4 separate regions of the Mus musculus genome follow, and regions 1, 2 and 4 are each linked to region 3. A link is a contact called in public Hi-C and promoter capture Hi-C data. All regions are on one chromosome and are shown on one strand. The core of a region is the stretch at or near the end of the contact, and the rest is flanking DNA. Distances in the headings are between cores, read along the strand shown. Region 1 holds the start of Rbl1 (RB transcriptional corepressor like 1). Region 2 holds the start of Bpi (bactericidal permeablility increasing protein). Region 3 holds the start of Ctnnbl1 (catenin, beta like 1). Region 4 holds the start of Rab5if (RAB5 interacting factor).

Evidence for each region. Promoter capture Hi-C pulls out the DNA fragments that hold promoters and counts their contacts. Hi-C and Micro-C count contacts between places; a contact is called where the count stands out from the background.
Region 1: a Hi-C map of CD8 T cells shows a contact between it and region 3, with 3 times the contacts expected there. The contact joins the promoter of Rbl1 here to the promoter of Ctnnbl1 in region 3. A contact is called at or near these places in 1 of 39 promoter capture datasets (hippocampal neurons), 1 of 484 Hi-C or Micro-C datasets (CD8 T cells) and 2 of 115 datasets of contacts at active chromatin or transcription factors (bone marrow-derived macrophages and memory CD8 T cells).
Region 2: a contact with region 3 is called in a promoter capture Hi-C map of embryonic stem cells, with 2.4 times the contacts expected there. The contact joins the promoter of Bpi here to the promoter of Ctnnbl1 in region 3. A contact is called at or near these places in 8 of 39 promoter capture datasets (the 3T3-L1 cell line, embryonic stem cells, hippocampal neurons and 3 more), 1 of 15 datasets of contacts at CTCF or cohesin (embryonic stem cells), 2 of 115 datasets of contacts at active chromatin or transcription factors (both in embryonic stem cells) and 1 of 9 other capture datasets (embryonic stem cells).
Region 4: a Hi-C map of B cells shows a contact between it and region 3, with 7 read pairs. The contact joins the promoter of Rab5if here to the promoter of Ctnnbl1 in region 3. A contact is called at or near these places in 2 of 39 promoter capture datasets (liver and pre-B cells) and 1 of 484 Hi-C or Micro-C datasets (B cells).

The regions. Positions count from the first base shown.
Region 1 is chr2:157,203,118-157,205,817 of GRCm38.p6, reverse strand. It overlaps Rbl1 (RB transcriptional corepressor like 1), which reads left to right and starts at 1,284. Exons shown (of 22, transcript NM_011249.2): 1 at 1,284-1,518. The coding sequence starts at 1,363.
Region 2 is chr2:158,256,823-158,259,522 of GRCm38.p6, reverse strand. Bpi (bactericidal permeablility increasing protein) reads right to left here and starts at 1,282. Exons shown (of 15, transcript NM_001356542.1): 1 at 1,099-1,282. The coding sequence starts at 1,228. It overlaps Gm34571 (a long non-coding RNA gene), which reads left to right and starts at 544. Exons shown (of 3, transcript XR_866913.1): 1 at 544-672.
Region 3 is chr2:157,736,044-157,738,743 of GRCm38.p6, reverse strand. Ctnnbl1 (catenin, beta like 1) reads right to left here and starts at 1,343. Exons shown (of 16, transcript NM_025680.4): 1 at 1,185-1,343. The coding sequence starts at 1,214.
Region 4 is chr2:156,861,723-156,864,422 of GRCm38.p6, reverse strand. It overlaps Rab5if (RAB5 interacting factor), which reads right to left and starts at 1,301. Exons shown (of 4, transcript NM_026124.3): 1 at 1,006-1,301. The coding sequence starts at 1,119. It overlaps 5430405H02Rik (RIKEN cDNA 5430405H02 gene), which reads left to right and starts at 1,478. Exons shown (of 3, transcript NR_027914.1): 1 at 1,478-1,824.

The DNA.
Region 1 (2,700 bases), core at 35-2,534, 530 kb after region 3:
TACCTCCAAACTTGGTAGTCTCCACGAGGCCATACCCGCAGCAGTGGATTTTGTCCAAAACAAATTAATCATCATTAACATGTTAAAATCTCTGCTTTGAGTATACCATGAGGCTTTAGTGGGGCATAGGAACTCCTTCATAACTTGCCTTGACGTCCCTGTTTTCTTCTCTAGTGACTCCTTCATCCAAACAAGGACTACTCTGTAATTTTCAAACACACTGCCCCAAGTCCTTAGTGTAGAAGAGAAATAATCCAAATCAGGGAATACAGTGAAGGCAAACGATTCTATCCTACCATCCAACTCTCTTGGAAGAGCTGATCAATAAGTATGACAATTTCAGATAAGGTACAATGGAGACGATGAAATAGAAGTTAGGTGTCAGCTTATAGATGTACTGCTCAGTAATGGCCTGAGAAGGTTAAAATTAGACTTAAATGATGAAGAGCAAGGTATGCAAAGATATGCACAATAGCATTTTCACACACGGAGAAAAGCCTCCTGCGACTGAGAACTAGCTTGATATTCCCAAGGTTACGAGTTACCTGGTGCATCTGAATGCTATTATTTTTCTGTATTTTAAAGACAAAAAATGATCTCGTGCAGGATTCTGAGTGAAAACGATCAGGTTCTAGTTTAGGTTTTAAAAACACCTTTCAGGTAAGCGCGAGGACCATCTCTATTCCTGAAACGACTATTTACTGGGACAGTTTCCAGAATCCTGGGAGTGAGGCTGAGACCCGTCACCCCAAACCCTTGTCCCTGCATCCCTTTCTGGCGAGATTTGGGAGTCTCTGACGTGGCGCTTCTACGTGAAGAAGCCACTTTCGGCAGCTCCCGCCTCCACCTCCATCGAGGGTCAAAGCTCAGTGAGAGCGGGCTGGAGGCGCGCCGGGGAGCTGACAAACCTAGGGTCCACAGGACAGTGTCATGGAGAAGGCTTCCCACTAGCGTGAACGGACTCGCAGTCCCAAGTCACCCACACCAGGGAACCCGCGGTGGAGAGCGCGGGGCGCGAGCTACAGTCCCGGCAGCCTCAGCACCGGCTCGGATCCTTCCGCCCCGCTCTCTCACGTCCGTCCCCGCGGCCCGGAGCCCCGCAGCTGCCCACCCAGGGCCCGAGCTAGATCTCCGTTAGAGTCCGAGGTCCATCTTCTTATCCCATTCCGGGAGACGGGCTGCTGCGGGCTCCAGAGGAGAAAGGGACTTTTTGAGAAGAAAAGCGGAGGCAGACGATGAAGGGAAGGCGAGCTCAAGAAGGCGATTTTCGCGCGCTTTGTCGCGGGGGGTTGTGGGTAGCTCGCCGGGAGGGAAAAGAAAACCCCGAAGCCGGTCGCGCCGCCCGTCGGGCCGGAGGGGGATATGTTCGAGGACGAGCCCCACGCCGAGGGGGCGGCGGCGGTCGCCGCGGCCAGGGAGGCGCTGCAGGCCCTGTGCCAGGAACTGAACCTGGACGAGGGAAGCGCGGCCGAAGCCCTGGATGACTTCACGGCCATCCGCGGCAACTACAGCCTAGAGGTGAGCGGCGGCAGGTGGGCGGCGGCCCCGACCCTCGCCAGGCCCCACCCCCGGCCCGCCCCCGCCCCAAGCCTATCGGGCGGTGGGAGTTCCCCACCTACGAGGGTCTCCGAGGAGTGCGGGGAGGGAAGGGTGGGTGTAGCTCGGCCAACCCACCCATTTGGATTGAGGCGGGAAACCGAAGATCGGAAAGTGAGCCGCCGGTTCTGCGGGGGTTCCCTAGGCTCCCAACTTTCAAACTTGATTTCTGCGCGCCGCCCAGTGCCCCAAACGGCGCGGTGCTGCCGTTAAATCGATCAGACCTGATCCCGCGGTAAAATGAATTACTCATCGCTGCTCAGCCCTTTGATTATGTCTTCCCCAACTCGTTTGAAACACCACTGGATCCCCATTCCACAGAGGGAGAAAGTGGGGTCGGTAAGAAGTTAATTTAGCGCCCAAGGTGACGCAGTTTGCCATGCAACCTGGTACAGCAGTTTGAGCCCTTTAACTCCTCCATTCTTCCACCTAATCGAGTGTAGCAGTTAGTTCGTTTATACCATGCACTGTAGTTAGATAGATCAAAGTCAGCACACACAAAGCTCTTCTCAGCCCCACGTTCCTCTCTGCCAGGCCGTTGCTCTAACGATTGATGTGGTATCTGGCTCTGAATAAAATAAATGGTGCTTGTTATCATTATTAGGTATTCCCAGTAACACACACACATATGTTAATGATATATATGTGTGTGTGTGTGTGTGTATACATATATATATATATACCCAGGGGGTATCGAGACAGACTATTTCAGCATCTAACTGAGATGTACAAAAGCTTTCATTATACACATGGGCAGGATTCACATATAGGATTCCTCTGACTCAGACTGCCAGCGAAATAATTGCTGGTCAGGGAGTAGGAAATAGGGAGCAACTGTTGTACACATGTCTATACTCCTATGAGAGAAAAGTACCTGAGACTACACACACACACACACACACACACACACACACACATATATAAAATTTGTCTTTACAGCAGGACAGTGACTACTATACCTGTTTTCTTGGTGGTGTTACAGCTCAACATCCTTTTTTTTTTTTTTAGAGAATTAGAGTCACTCTAATATAGAAACCCAGATTGGTCATAAGCTTAGTGTAGAAGTAGACTTGTATTGGCATGTGTGTGGAATTCATGTCCATG
Region 2 (2,700 bases), core at 33-2,532, 520 kb before region 3:
CTGCCAAGCTGAGCAATCCTAGGAAGGGGGTCCTTCCCTTCCCTCCCACACCCTAGTGCTCTGGTCAAGAGCTCACTGCTGACATATGGTAGAGTCAAGATGGGAGATCAAGGCTTCTTGTTCCCCAAGTTCAACCTTTGGATGTGGGCATACAAATGAATAATAGGCTTGCTGCATTTTTTAAAAACTCACTCCAGTTGCCACATGGGACACTGGAGCTGAGCCTCTGCTCCCACAAAAGCTGTCAGTCACCCATGCACTCATGTGACATGTATGTACACACGCGCGCACACACACACACACACACACACCAGCTCTGGATTTAAACACAACCATATCCTCATCGACGTTCATGGGGGAATCTGTTTGCATCCCTGCGATGGCCTGCATGGCCTGGAACATGCGTTCTGGGATAGGAAAGCAGATCCCCTGGGACCTGCCCCGCCCCCCCACCCAACCTGGTCTGATCTGAACTAGGATCGCCCTGAGTTCTGCAGTTCCTCTCTCTGCCACCAGGAGGCAGCACTAAGCGGCCCCAAGAAGGGCTTCAGTGAGGACTAGAGCGCCTTTGCTAGAGACTCCTCACCTGCAGGAGTGCTGTGTCCCACCCACCCAGTCCTGCAATGGAAGAATGGGACCGGTGGATCTGTGAGGCGCCTGGCAGAGAAGCAGGTGAGCGGAGTTGTTACCTGCCTGGCCTTTGGGAGGAGCCTGGGGTAGCTTTCCCAGAGTCTGCCCGCAGTGTGTGTACATCTCACTGGAGGCGCCCCCCGGCACCCCCTGCCTGCTTAGTCTCTAACAAAGGAGGTAAGGCAGACGACTGACTTTGGAAAGAAAAGGCCTAGAAATGTCACGGTGTAGAGAGAAGGGACCGTGGGGACCCTCAGAGCCCCGGGGCACTTGGAATCTTCTAGAGTAGTGTGATCCAGTCCCAGCTCTGACACTTTTCTAGTCCTATGAGACGGTGCCTTAGTTTCTTTCTATGTAAAATAGGAGGGGGGGGGAAGCAGTGAACTTGCCAGGCATCCGATTTAAAGGGCTGTGCACCCTAAGTGCCCTGTCAGGGAAGGGGAGGAAGAGAGAAAGGCATCCAATTACCGAAGTCCAGACCCTTCTGGGAGATCATGGCCACGAAGCCAGGGTCGGTGGCGGCTGTCAGGGCTGTGCCAATGATGGCCAGCAGCAACAGGGCTGACCATTTCCGCACGTTGTCAGGGGCCCAGGTCATGTCCTCTAGGGCAGCCCAAACCACAAGGCCTCGGATGGGAACCTGAGACCTATAAAGAAGCCTTCTGGGGAAGGGCAGGGCAGTAGTAGAAAGAGGAAGGAGGAAGGCAGCCGTGGGGGCGGGAGGGGGAGGGCAGCTGCGGTTCCCCATCAACGTTGGGGACCAGTCCAGGGGCTGCCCCAGTGGAGCCTAGAGGTCTGTGCGAGCATGGGCATGTGCGCATGTGCTGTGCACGTGCACGCGCCCACCCATGCCAGCACGCGCGAGCCTGTTGAGACCTGTGGCTCTGGGACGGATTCCTCTTCCTAAGCAGTCCATCCTTTTCTTGCGTCCTCCTCGCCTCATGTAAGGCTTTCTTTCAAGCTGGGTGGTGACCACACGGAGACTCCCTGTCTCTAGTTCCTATCCCTTTGGTTGTATCCGTAGTAAATTGTTTAAAAAACGGGACCTTTGGAGGTGTCCCCCATCCCAGGCTGCAGGGGTACTTTTTTAGTGCTCTAATTCTGGAGTCTTGTCCTTGGCATCTCAGCTACTCTTTAAGGCTGGTCTCAGCCTCTCTGTGCTTCTCTGTGCCTCGGTTTCCTCTCCTATAGAGTGGTGGTGGGGGGTGGGGGGGGACTATCACCTTCGCCCCTAGCTTACTGTGAGGACAGGATGGCCTTCCAGTAGGGAAAGCAGGCATAGTGTGCCTTGCGAGAAAGAGAATCCAGATGGGAGCCTTAACCGGAACTTCAGAAATAAATACGAGAATCAGTTACATGGACTCGTCTCCAAGACACAACACCAAACATATTTTAATTTTCGCCTGTCCCATTTTTTTTTTCCTGGCAAGCATAGATAGTTAGTTCTGCCTGTTTGTTTTCCTATCAGACATGGGATCCTATTGGTTAGCCCGGGAAAGTTCCCTTTCTCTGAATACATTCTCCCCCGGCTTTCAATATTCCATCGTTTCCTAAACCCAGTTTTCTTAACCAGATATCTGTTTTCACACATTTCACCCCTCCTTCTCAGGGACCAGGATTTGAGGCTTCTGAGGGGACAGTAGGCTTCTCTTAGAGCCAAGATACTTCTAACACCATCAGGAGCAGGAGGCGCTAAGCTGGAGGGGCAAGGTGGGAACCCCCACCCCCATCCCTCCCCTCCTGCAATCTAGTTCAGCTTTGCATGCAGGGCTGTGAAGTTCTGCAGCAGCCTCAGGCCCCGAGTGGGAGTGGCCCGGTCTCCATGGTGAACAGAGGGGGCTGGACTTCAGAGGCTCAAGGTTTCTCACGCCCCACCCCAATCCCCTGGATTTTATGGAAGTCTAAAAATCGGGATCCTCCTATCCTCCTGAGGGCTCATTTCCTTTCTTCCTTCTTTCCTTGTTTCCTTTCTTTCTTCCTTCCTTCCTTCCTTTTTTTTCCCTCATCACTTCTTTCTAAGCAGATCCTCCTGCTATCTGCCCAGCTAGGAGACATTGCCTTCCAAACATC
Region 3 (2,700 bases), core at 94-2,593:
GGGGTTTTTTGAGTTTTTTTTTTTTTTTTTTTTTAGAGACAGGGTTTCTCTGTATAGCCCTAGCTGTCCTGGAACTCACTCTGTAGACCAGGCTGGCCTCAAACTCAGAAATCCATCTGCCTCTGCCTCCCAAGTGCTGGGATTAAAGGCACGAGCCACCACGCCCGGCCTAGAGCTATCACTTTTAAACTCAAGTTCACAGGTTCTCACTGCCTACTCTTGACTGCAAAGCTATCACTTTTAAAACATCACACCTTGAACAAAATGCAAGTGGATAAGGTTGGCTTACCCACTTTTTATTTCATCCATCACCCAAAGTCTGCTCCATCATATTATGGCCTCATACATATTCAATCAATATGATCAAGGATCTGTGATCAATATAAAAATACTACCTTTTTCATACTAAGTCTTTAAAATGAAGTGTGATTTACAATTACAGTACTTCCTAATTCAGAATAATTACAGTTTATGGGTCCCAACGCCTATTGCAGCTAATGAAAACAAAGATGGACACAAGAAGCCTCGTTAGGCAGTCAAAAGAGGGACAAAACTCTGAGTTGGGAGTCTGGACACTTGAGCTTTGTAACTGTTGAGTGACCTCAAGAGAGTCCTTTCTTCTCTCTGGGTCACCCGTTCCTCACAAGCACCCTGAGCAAGGAGGTCGAGAGGTCTCTTACCGACCCATTCCAAGCTCCGTCTTCCAAACAGCTTAACAATAGCAGGGAACGTGGGCACAGGTTTCTGCACTTTCAAATGACCTTTCACATACATCCATCCACTTTATAGATTTTAAAAGAAGAATTGAGACTCCGTGACGGGAGAAAGACTTCTCCAAAGCTACACTGACACTTGGTAAAGAAACTGAGGCTCAACACCGGGGGGGGGGGGGGGGCGGGGGTCTTCACAACTGTCTCCCCAAGCCCTGTGAATTGGTAGAAACGAGACGGAAGAGGAGCTGAGGGCTACCGGGTGGGGAACAGAAATCACAAGGCTCAGGTCTGGAGAAGGAAGGGGTCGAAAGGGTCCAGAGGGCTTAGGGGAGTGAAGTGCAATGACAGGATGCAAGCCCGGGTGACATGAGAAGTGAGGGCCAGGGACCGAGGGGAGGCAAGATGACGGGACTCTGTCCCTGCTACCCGAGCGAGGATGAGGAGCCCTCCGGCCTCGCCAACTGCTCTTACCTGGTAGCTTAAAAGTTCGCCCACGTCCATGGTTCCGGACCCAATCAGCACAGGGTACCCTGGTTGCCTCCACTCAACTCCCGAACCACGGGCCGCTCAGAGGCTTTTCCTGACACACTGCCGTAAAGCGCCAGGCCCCAGAACCAATAGAGTAAAAGAGCGCGTGGCCGGTGAGCCCGCCACACTGCCGTAAAAGGACGCGCTGCCGTAAAGCGCGCCGCGTTTTGACAATTCTGCTTCCGCCTGTAACCTGAAGGGGCGGGGAAAGGGGCGGATACTTAGGGGATGAACCTAAAAGCGAGGCCGTTATCCAAGAGTAGAGCAGAGTGCTTGGCATTTCGTGGGTAACCTTAAAGAGCTTCCAGAGACTGGCACTTTTGTTCTTTCATTCTCATTTCACAGATAATTGAAGTTGGCCTGTTGGTGGTGTTGAATGCCTTTAATCCCAGCACTGGGGAAGCAGAGGCAGGCAGAGCTCCGCAGGCATATGTTTTGAGTTCGAGGACAGCCTCGTCTACAGAAACGAGTTCCAGGACAGCTAGGGCTACAGGGAGAGAAGAGGGAGGGAAAGAGGGAGAGGAAGGAGCTGAGGTTTGAAATTATGCGCCCCATAGTTAGTCACATGTGGCTCTGGGGCACTTGAAGTGTGCCTAGTCCTAATAAAGATGTTAAGTGTTAATCAAATGCACAGTGGATTTTTCGTACTTGAACTGGTTCCTTTTTTTTTTTTCACTTACTGGGTAAAGGAAGATATATTATGAAATGAATTTGACTTTCCTCTCATTTGTTAAGCGTACTTAGTAGATATACTGAAATTGTATATGTGGATTTCATTTTGGGGTTCCCATTATGCTTCCCCTGGGCTTACAAAATGGCTTCCGGCCATAGGTGGCTGAGAAACCATTGATATCATGTTTGTTTTTTTCCCCCAGGCTTCTTTGTATTCACTAACACAAGACCCAGTGGCAACTGGAAGATCTCCTGTCTACCCAAGCTGTATTAAAGGGTCTGGGGGTCTGGAGACATGGCTCAGCGCTTAGAACCATTTACTGCTCTCTAGACGTCTACTTCCGTTCCCAGCACCCATGCTGGACAGCTCACAATTGCCTGTAACTCCAGTTCTGGGGGATCTGGTGCTCTCTTCTGGTCTCTGTGCAGACCCACAAGCACACGCATACACACATTTATATATATATAAAGGTTGGTTCCTGGGGAAGGAATTTGCCCATTATTGAGAGATAGTCAAGGCGTTCCTCTTCTGGGATTACAACAGACACCATCCAGAAACCCCATTCAACTACCTCCAACTACACATAAGAAAATTGTTATTCCTCAAACTGCCACAACCTCTCCTCATTATTCTCTCTGTTAGCACTTCCTCTACTGTTCACAGACTCAATCTGTCATTTTGTACTTGATGGTTGACATTTTATGTTTTGACAGCCTCATTAATTGGACTCCAAACTCTCTAAAAGTTGGGATTGAGTTTGTCAACCTCACCCTCGAATCTTCAAAG
Region 4 (2,700 bases), core at 52-2,551, 870 kb after region 3:
ATATTTTAGAGAAGTCGTTACTTCTTTAAAAGAAGCTGCGTAAATAGAAGTTTGTTTTGAAGTGACAATGGGCACTGTGCTCCTGGCCACAGATAACCCTTGGCTGGCCAGCTAAGTTCTAGAGAGTCTCCAGGAAGAAAAACTATTAACTTCAGTTCCCACCCTTCCTGTACAGCGACTTTTGAGAAAGCCAGAGTTAGGAAAGTGTGGTGGTGGAGAAGTGTGTGCTTAGGCCTGTGCCAGCTCATCTAAGTTTCACCCAACAAAGAGCACTCAGGTTTGTGAACTGCCCTGGACTCCAGACACCAGTCCTTGGACCGGGGAAGATAAAAAATATGACACAGCAGTTCACAAAGACGACAGGTTTTGCAAGAGCTGGGCAGGGCTGGGGGCAGGCCAAGGGCACCTTCAGGAAGTACTCCCCCCCTCCATGGCGGAACTGAAGGGAGGGAAGCCCAATTTCAACAGTCCAAACAACGGAAGGAGTCCAAATATAGCATTCTTTTCAAACCATCTAGAATCGGGCTGAATGGTGACAGGCTTGAAGATCACAGAATGGAGCAATGATAGGAGGCGTCCAGGCTCAGATCCTCTGGAGATGACCAGCGAGTGCATCTTTAAGTCCCCAACCTCTTCTAACCCATGTCTAGCGACTTTCTTACTAACTCACACCCTCTTAAGGTGGTCTTAGAACCGGCTCTCGAATCTTAAAGCTCACAGGGCATGTCTTCTTTCTCATCTAAGCGAGCAAGGACAGAGCCACCCCTCGCAATGTGCAAAGTAAACGCACTTCAGGGATTCCGCACCCGGCACGTGCGCAGTCTTCAGAAGCGCTAACTACTCCGGATCCTGCGGAGCAAACGGCGGGGGATAGCAGGGGCTCCGCTCGCTCCACTACGCGCCGGCCCCCTTGGCACCCCGCTCCCTGCTCCCATGGCCGCGCCCGGCCGATTGGCCGGGGCGAGGGAGACCCGGGCCCGTCCTCCCTCGCCGGGCCTTCTGCACCTTGTCGTCCCAGGCCGCGTCGCTCCGCAGCACCTTGCTCCACACGGACACCTTGAGGGCCCCGTTGGCCAGCTGCGGCTGAGGCGGCTCCTCCTTCCGCCGCCCGCCGCTCATCCTCCCGTCGCGCCGCCCGAGCCGGGCGTGGGGCGCGCGGGCCAAGCCGAAGGGAGTCGGGGTCTGGGACCGCGGGACTCGGCGCGCGGGGCGGCAGCGGTAGTCCGGGCAGCGAGGGACAGTGGCCCGCCGAGGCTCTGCTCGCTCTGCCCAGCGGCCGGCTCGCTAAGCTCCACGGAGCAGGCGCCGCCGAGGGAGGGGCGGGGCCCTGATGACGTGCGCACGCAGCCAATCGGCGGCCACGCGGCGGTCGGCTCCGAAGCTCGGCGACGCCTCGACGCGAGCGTCCCCTCCGGTGGGCGGAAGTGACAGAAGCTTCCGGCGGACGCCAGGGGACGGTGAGCGAGAAGGGACAAGTGCGGCCCGGAGGCGATCTGTGCGCGAGGAGGCGCTGTGAAGACTGAGGCACAGCCCCTCCGAGGAAAGCCGAGATTGTACGTTTCCTTGCCGGCTGAGCCGCGGCTCGTCCCCCGGAGCGACACAAAGAAGAAGTGGCCTTGCATCCTGCTCCGCCTCCCGAGCCGGGTCCTTGGTCCCCGGAAGCCCTGGGCTGCCCCACTGGAGTTACCTTCTGTGCGTTCTCTCCTAAACCTACACGTTATTCACGACTTTGTTCATGACTATGGAAAACAAAACAAAAACAAAAACCAAACCAAAGTTCCCTCGCCTGGCGATGGTGCAAGCCTGTCTACCTGCTGGAGGATGGTAAGTCCCCGGTCACGACAACCTGTCTCAACGGGAAAAAAAACAATTCTGTGAACCCTAACGTCTCCTCTTGCTCAGCGTTCTCTTCTGAGATCCGAATGTGAAGCTGAGATCCCAAGAGAGAAATTCTTTCCTAAGGATGAGGCAAGTTGAAACCAGGGGAGAACCCCACTAGGGGGAATAGAAAAGTAGTAGGTGTCGGGCTAGCTACCCCGTCCTCACTGTGTGTTGTTAGCACTTCCCAGGATGTGTTTTGAAAGGACAGAAGGAGCAGCACCCCCTGCGAACTTGTACAAAGACACGTTGTGGTGTACACTGTGACTCGTCTGCAGTCCAAACCCGGGGAGGAATGTTAGGCTGGCCTGGCTACATTCCAAGATCCCGTGCCCCGTCTGACCTGGGTTACACAGCGAAGCTGGTCTAGCATACAGAGTGAGAGATGCTGCCTCAAACAGACAAATGAGCAAAATCAGTCCCATCCTCCAGATGGTGCCACACAGGATGTGCTATGCTAAGGGATATCACTAAAAAACAAAAGAAAAGAAAAACCCCCCAAGAATTGTTTATTATGTATACATCGTTCTGGCTGCATGTTTGCCTGCAGGCCAGAAGAGAGGTTACCAGATCACATTATAGATGGTTATGAGCTACCATGTGGTTGCTGGGAATTGAACTTAGAACCTCTGGAGGAGCAGCTAGTGTTCTTAATCTATGAGCCATCTCTCCAGCCCGGAACATCACTTTTATGCAGTGAGTTTATAAAGGCAAAGTAATTTGCCTGGAATCATTGAGTTAGTAGTTGGGTTTATTTTACTCTAAATCCGAGTTCTTTTCTTTTTAAAAATAATTATTTCATTCCATAGTATGGGTGTTTTG